Regions from separate parts of the Sus scrofa genome. Here region 1 is linked to region 2. The links are chromatin contacts, called in public Hi-C maps. All regions are on one chromosome and are shown on one strand. Each heading gives the region's core, a stretch centred on a gene start, on an enhancer-like site or on the middle of the called end of the contact. The rest is flanking DNA. Distances are from core to core; before and after follow the strand shown.

What was found. Hi-C and Micro-C count contacts between places; a contact is called where the count stands out from the background.
Region 1: a contact with region 2 is called in a Hi-C map of embryonic fibroblasts, with 2.6 times the contacts expected there. The contact joins the promoter of LOC100521350 here to the promoter of PRDM1 in region 2. A contact is called at or near these places in 1 of 47 Hi-C or Micro-C datasets (embryonic fibroblasts) and 1 of 2 datasets of contacts at active chromatin or transcription factors (alveolar macrophages).

Annotation. Positions count from the first base shown.
Region 1 is chr1:73,128,820-73,132,126 of Sscrofa11.1, forward strand. LOC100521350 (transmembrane protein 256-like) reads left to right here and starts at 1,947. Exons shown (of 2, transcript XM_021084607.1): 1 at 1,947-2,151; 2 at 2,154-2,457. The coding sequence starts at 1,947. The coding sequence ends at 2,380.
Region 2 is chr1:72,306,876-72,310,364 of Sscrofa11.1, forward strand. It overlaps PRDM1 (PR domain zinc finger protein 1), which reads left to right and starts at 2,221. Exons shown (of 7, transcript XM_005659341.3): 1 at 2,221-2,320.

The DNA.
Region 1 (3,307 bases), core at 697-3,196, 820 kb after region 2:
AAGCAGAGGCATATCTTCCTATCCCATATTCTCTTTGTCAAGCACTAAATGTTTGCTGGTTGAATAGGCTCATATTAAGGGAGCAAGTTAGGAATTCCCATCATGGTGCAGTGGAAACGAATCCGACTAGGAACAATGGGGTTGCGGGTTCAACCCCTGGCCTCGCTCAGTGGGTTAAGGATCCGGCGTTGCCATGAGCTGTGGTGTAGTTTGCAGATGTGGCTCAGATCTGACGTGGCTCGGAGCTGGCGTTGCTGTGGCTGTGGTGTAGGCTGGCGGCTACAGCTCCAATTCGACCCCTAGCCTGGGAACCTCCATATGCTGCGGTTGTGGCCCTAAAAAGACCAAAAAAAAAAAAAAAAAAAAAAATTAAGGGAACAGGTTAATTTGCCTTTTAAGCTAAAATGATAAATTCTATTCTATGGAACAGGAGGTTTTTTTGACATTTTTAGCACTTAACAAAATTGATATGAAATCTAAGATACTCTATGCTTTATAGCAGAAATGGTGGCTGGAATAATTAAGTGATGTGTTTAAATTCTATTCTACAATTTGGTGCTATTATTTATGTTCACAGTACTCCTCCCCCTTATTCCGTGCCGTCCTTAAATGCATTAAATTCTATACATTTAATATTTTGATCTATCCTGGGTTTCTTTAGCTAAGCTTTGTTCCACACACAGGAACTCTAGCCTGCTCCAACCGAGATAGCAGAGAAGGTTAAAAAGTGAATGAGCCTTTCAATCTAGTCCCTGGGCTAGAGCTTGTTGAATCAGCTGGAAGAAGTCCAGCTTGACTCTCTGTGGGGACATGCTGCCCCCTGCTGGCGATAAGAACTCCTCCGCTCTCAAGAGTCAAAAAATAAAATAAACCCCTCCTTTGTGCCTACTATAAAAGCCTTGGATTTTTGAAGTCTTGTAAAGCTAGTAAACCACAATGAGCTTCCTTGACTATTAGTTCCTTTTTACCCTCTAAAGACTCTCAAAGAAATTCTCTCAGGTCTTGAGCTGCAACCAAACTAGAAAACAAATGTAAAGTGTAGGAGATGTATTATTTTCAAATGCAAATTTAGTAGGATGATGCCTACCTCTAAGCATCCCGGGGATTTTTTTCTTAAGGAAATGAAACAAAAGGAATTGGCTTTGGCCAGCTTAAATTCTTTGGTTAGAATTTAAATTCCACTGTGTTCATAAGGAGGTGAGAAAGCCAGCCTTCATCCATGCTGATGGGATTATGGAAAAGAATTTGACATCTTATCAATAGTAAAAATACATGTCCCCTTAGACCTCACAGTTCTAATTTTAGGAACTTAGCCTACAGATATACTTGCAGAAAGACAAAAGGGAATAAGTTCAAGAGTATTTTTCAGCACTGCTTCTAACAGTAAAGGATTGGAAATCACCTAATTATCCACAGATAAAGCCTCAACTAAAGAAATGGTGGCATATCCATATCACTAAATATTATAAATCATTGAAAAACATACATAATATGTACTACAAAGAAAAATCTCCAAATAAGTGGAAAAAAAGTAAGGTACAAAACAGTGTATGCACTACCATATTGTCTGTGTTTATTTATTTTATTTTTATTTTTTTGTCTTTCTGCCATTTCTTGGGCTGCACCAGGGGCATATGGAGGTTCCCAGGCTAGGGGTCGAGTCAGAGCTGTAGCCACCGGCCTATGCCAGAGCCACAGCAACACGGGATCCGAGCCGTGTCTGCAACCTACACCACAGCTCATGGCAACGTGGTATCCTTAACCCACTGAGCAAGGTCAGGGATTGAACCCGCAACCTCATGGTTCCTAGTCAGATTCTTAACCACTGAGCCATGAGGGGAACTGATTGAACCCGCAACCTCATGGTTCCTAGTCAGATTCTTAACCACTGAGCCATGAGGGGAACTCTGTATTATTTGTGTTTAAAAAAAAGAAAAAAGAAATGAACGCTGCCGGGATTGGGCACCAGTGGCCCTCATTTGCATGGAAGATCGGGATTAGCTTGCCTCTTGGGTGGCCCAGGCGGTGTTCATTCTTTGCCATGCGGTCCGGGGGCTGTTTTCCGCAGTTTGGGTGCCTTGTCCGCAGCTGGGGCCTTAGGATTGGCCTCCTACGGAGTGCACAGAGCCCAGTTTCTGGATGCCTACGGGAAAAGCTCTTTGACAAGGCCAACAAACACCACTTCTTACACAGCCTGGCCCTGTTAGGGGTGCCCCTGTGCAGAAAACCCCTCTGGGCTGGGTTACTGCTAGCTTCTGGAACCACCTTATTCTGCACCAGCTTTTACTACCAGTCTCTTAGCGGAGACCACAGCATCCGGACTTTGGCCCCTGTAAGAGGGAGCCTGCCAATTTGGGGCTGGCTTGCCTTGGCTCTTTGAGCTTCCTTGTGTTGAATTTCTGGGTGCTTTTTCAAGAAATGGAACAGGGAGGGCATTAAAAGAGAAAGGCAAATTAAAAAAAAAAAAAAAAAAAAAAAGATGGAGTTCCTGTTGTGGCTCAGTGGGTTAAGAACCCTACAAGTATCCATGAGGATGTGGGCTGGAATCACTCAGTGGGTTAAGGATCGGGTGTTGCTACAACCTGAGGTGTAGTCATAGACCAGATTCAGATCCCACATTGCCATGGCTGTGGCATAGGCCTGCAGATGCAGCTCTGATTCAACTCCTAGCCTGGGAACCTGCATATGCCTTAGGTGTGGCCTTAAAAAGCAAAAATAAAATAAAATAAGAAAAAGTGATTATTTCCAAAGGGATAGTGAGAAATTGAGAACTGTACTTGCCACTGAGGAAGGGAACTGGCTGGCCAGGGCATAGAAGTAAGACCCTTTTTTCATTACATACTGGTTAATACTCTTTGAATTTGGTGCATTATTCATTCACAAATAAATAATCATTTAAATAAAATAATGTTAATACAGTCTGGGGGGAGTTCCCATCGTGGCACAGCAGAAACGAATCCAACTAGGAGCCATGAGGTTATGGGTTTGATCCCTGGCCTCGCTCAGTGGGTTAAGGATCCTGCACTACCATGTGAGTTGTGGTGTAGGTTGCAGACACAGCTTGGATCCCACGTTGCTCTGGCTGTGGTGTAGGCTGGCATCTATAGCTCTGATTTGACCCCTAGCCTGGGAACCTCCCATATGCCTCGGGTGAGGCCCTAAAAAGATAAAGGACAAAAACATATATAAATATATATATACAATCTGTGGCTGGCTCCCATAAAGCAAACATGTGGAAAACTTTTTCCAGCCCCTGGGGGCTCAGAATTTCATCCCCCTTCCCTCAGGAACCCTCCGTCCATAGTTC
Region 2 (3,489 bases), core at 971-3,470:
CTCCTAACTCACCCTGGCATATAAAAAGCAAGCCTCTGTGATCTCGAACCTTTGCTTAGAAAGGATGAGAAGAAGCCATCAACCCCATTTTTTGGTCAGAAATCACTCTCCCTCCATCCCTTGCTGGATGCTCTGGGGTTGCGGGGACGGAGGTGCACTGTGACAGCCCCCGCCGCAGGGCACTTTTCCCTGTTCCGCGGGGACGCTGCTGCCTACGCGGCCCTCCCTGCCTCACAGCTGCTCCTCTGCTGAGGCGTCTCATCGGTTGTTGGCCTTTGTTTTCAAGACAACTCGCCCCTCTTTCATCTCACTCTGGGAAAACACTCCTATCTACAATCTCCCTTTGATTTCCACCTTGGATCAGCCCCTACCCCTTCAATGAGTGGTTTCCCCTCCCACTGGAAGGTGAGAGAAGGGGAAGGAAGAGAGGACTTCCTTCGTGCTGTGGACGCCACTCTTCCTCTTCCCTGAATGCAGAGAAGAGTGAAGAGGAAGCTGAGGATCAGGATGGACACCTTTCCTGTTGTTCTCTTCCTCCTTTATTTATAGTCCCTATGTTGCCTTCTGTTTGTGTGGTTTCTTCCTTTGTCCTACCGAATGCAATTTTAGGAAACGTTTTCCGGATTCAGAAATGATCTTTCTTCCCATGTCCTGCCCCGCAGCATTTTCCAGAAATTTAAATCCCTCTCTTATCTGACTATTGGATAAAAGAGATACCTAGTTAGAAAGAAAAAAAAAAATATTGGAAATCCACCTGAGTTTCCCCACACATCGCATAGAAATGGTTATCATTTGGCTGTGGTTGTTTATTAAGTGCGTGGATGTCAAACTCAAAGGACAATTTAAAAATATGTAAATGAGTTCCCATTGTGGCGTGGCGGGTTAAGAACCTGACTAATATCCACGAAGTTTTGGGTTCCATCCCCAGCCCAGATCAGTGGGTTGGGGATCCGGCGTTGCCGTGAGCTGCGGTGTAGATCGCAGACGTGGCTCGGATCCTGTGTGGCTGTGTCTGTGGCGTAGGCTGGCAGCTGCAGCTTGGATTCGACCCCTAGCCTGGGAACTTCCACATGCTGTAGGTGTGGCCCTAAAAATAATAATAAAGAAAAATACGTAAATGATTCCATAAGGACACAACTGTCCATCTGAAAGGAAGGTAGGATGAGACACAGGTGGTTCTGTAAATCCCAAGACCTCAGACATTTGTGTGGGTTTTACAAAGTTTTATAAAGTTCTCTGGGTGGCACTTACCAGGGGAGGGAAGGGAGCTCCGCTTTGGTTCTTCACTGCCCTTAAATTTTGTTTCTCTTATTTAGGAAGTCAAAACACTGACCTCATTTCCAAACATCCACAGCCCCCTAGGCTTACTTACCATCCCAAGGGTTAGGCCCTGAATATGTTTGTCCAGTGTGTTGGGGTGGTGAGCTGTGTCACGGGAAGGAAGGCCTGTGCTATTTTTAAATTGATGCAACCCATGGTTGAAACATATCATACACATATCATACCAATGACACACACGCTGCATTGTAACCTAGCATGTGTCATACATACATTCTCTCTCACTCACACACACCCCTGCCCTTCTCATCCGGCTTTAAAAAGGGAAGGCAGCCGGAACGCCAAGCCTGATGATTTGAGTTGAAAAGGCTGTTAAAGTGTAAAAATCAAGTACCCCTCTGGTGCTCAGCCTGGCTTTGAGACATGTGGGAGGGCTTCAAAGCCACCGTGCCCCGCTTTTGGAGCTCTGGCTTGCAGTTGGTCCCCAAATGTTTACCAGCATGAAGATGCCTGACTTACAGGAAGTGGGAAGTGGGTGTGGGGGGTGAGGGTGAGTGGGTGGGTAGGGAGTGGGGAAGGGAGGGTGGGGGGGGTGTCCTCTTGATGTGGTTACTCTGTCATTGACCTTGTTTGGGTAGAGCAGGAGTTGAATTAGAAAATGAAAACACGTTTCATCTTAGGCCCATTTCATCCCATTTTTTACTTTCCTTAGGAAAAAAAAAAAAAAGAGAGTTGTTGTTTTTTTCCCAAGGGGAGCCAGGTCTCCAGATTTGGTGCTCAACTTCCCTTCCTTCTACAATAGTCTTCGCCCACACTCATCTGGCAGCCTACAAATGCAACGCCCAGCCCACCGAGAGAGGACTGGGCCGGGCCCAGTAGCTGAGGCTGAATATCATAGGCTTGTCGAGCTGCTGTGATGACACCATCAAAGGGAATAGATGGGGGTTTCTGAGAGGCGAGCTGTTTGGATCATTCATGATTTGCTGCCATTGTGAACACTCTTAAGGAGAGAACTCTGCCTGAGAAATGCTGATTAATAAAGGTAACTGAGGTTGGCTTTTTTTTTTTTTTTTTTTTTTTGGTGCTCTAACAGGGAGGGAAATAATATAGTGACTAAAAACACACCAAGGCATTACTTAGAAGCAAACACTTTGAGATGTAAAGACTCTAGGCAGGGGCAGCCTTAGATAGCTAGCTCTCTCTGCACAGCTGTACCAGTGCTGACGTCTGCCTGCTTGCCAGCATCCTAAATGCGGTGCTCATCGGGCCTTCTAGAAGGGGTGAGTGACATTTGGTGGGCCACCCCTTCTCCTCTCTGCCTCCCCTCCTCACCCCCAAGCACTTTTGTGCTGGACTATACCTAGATAGGACTATATGAACATGCGTTTTCTTACGACAGGGGCCTGCTTCCTTCCTTTATTCCCTCTTCCTTTTTTGCAGCTTTCATTTTAAATTATATCACATTAAATTATATCCCTTGACTGCTACAATGACAGTAAAAAAATGGTTTGGTTTGGTGCTTCTTTGGATTATTTGAAGGGTTTTATAGTCCAACACTGGGTCTCAAATTTGACTTTCCTTCAAGTTCCACTCGTGGCCTTGTCCAGCTCAGCTGGAGCACCTGGAACTAATTTTAGGGTTGCCTGCTAAGCCCCACGCTGGTATTTGAAGTTTGCGTCCTCCCTAGACTCAAGCTCATTTCACCACCTCTGAAGGTGAGTGCAGGCTGATATTAATTAACAGTGAGTTGATTCACTGGCATCTTCCAGTCATTAGAGTAAATATTTGGCTTAAAGGAGCCTCTTCCCACCTCAACCTTGCAACTTTTTGCCCATTCCTTTACCCCACCACGGTTGACTCACCAGCACTTGCAGGGGTGTATATGGCCTAAGACAAGAGTTTGGTTCTAAAAGGGAAGTGAGATACTCTTTAACATCTGCAGGCGAGACTGTTTGAACAGCAGGCCGGCCTTCAGTATGACTACATTGTTTTTTTGTCCATGCGGGCGCTGACTCAGCATCAGTTAATAAACCCTCTGGAGAAGGCTGGATTTCTCTTGTTTAATTATCATCTTGGCGCTTTCTGAGAACTCTTGTAAGGAATTGTTCATTCAGTTTTATACCCCCAGCACGTGTGCCGCCTAAAAGTCGTGTTTCCTCTGGGTGCTAGCGTCCCCTCTGGCATAACATTGCAATCGCAGGTCATCAGGCA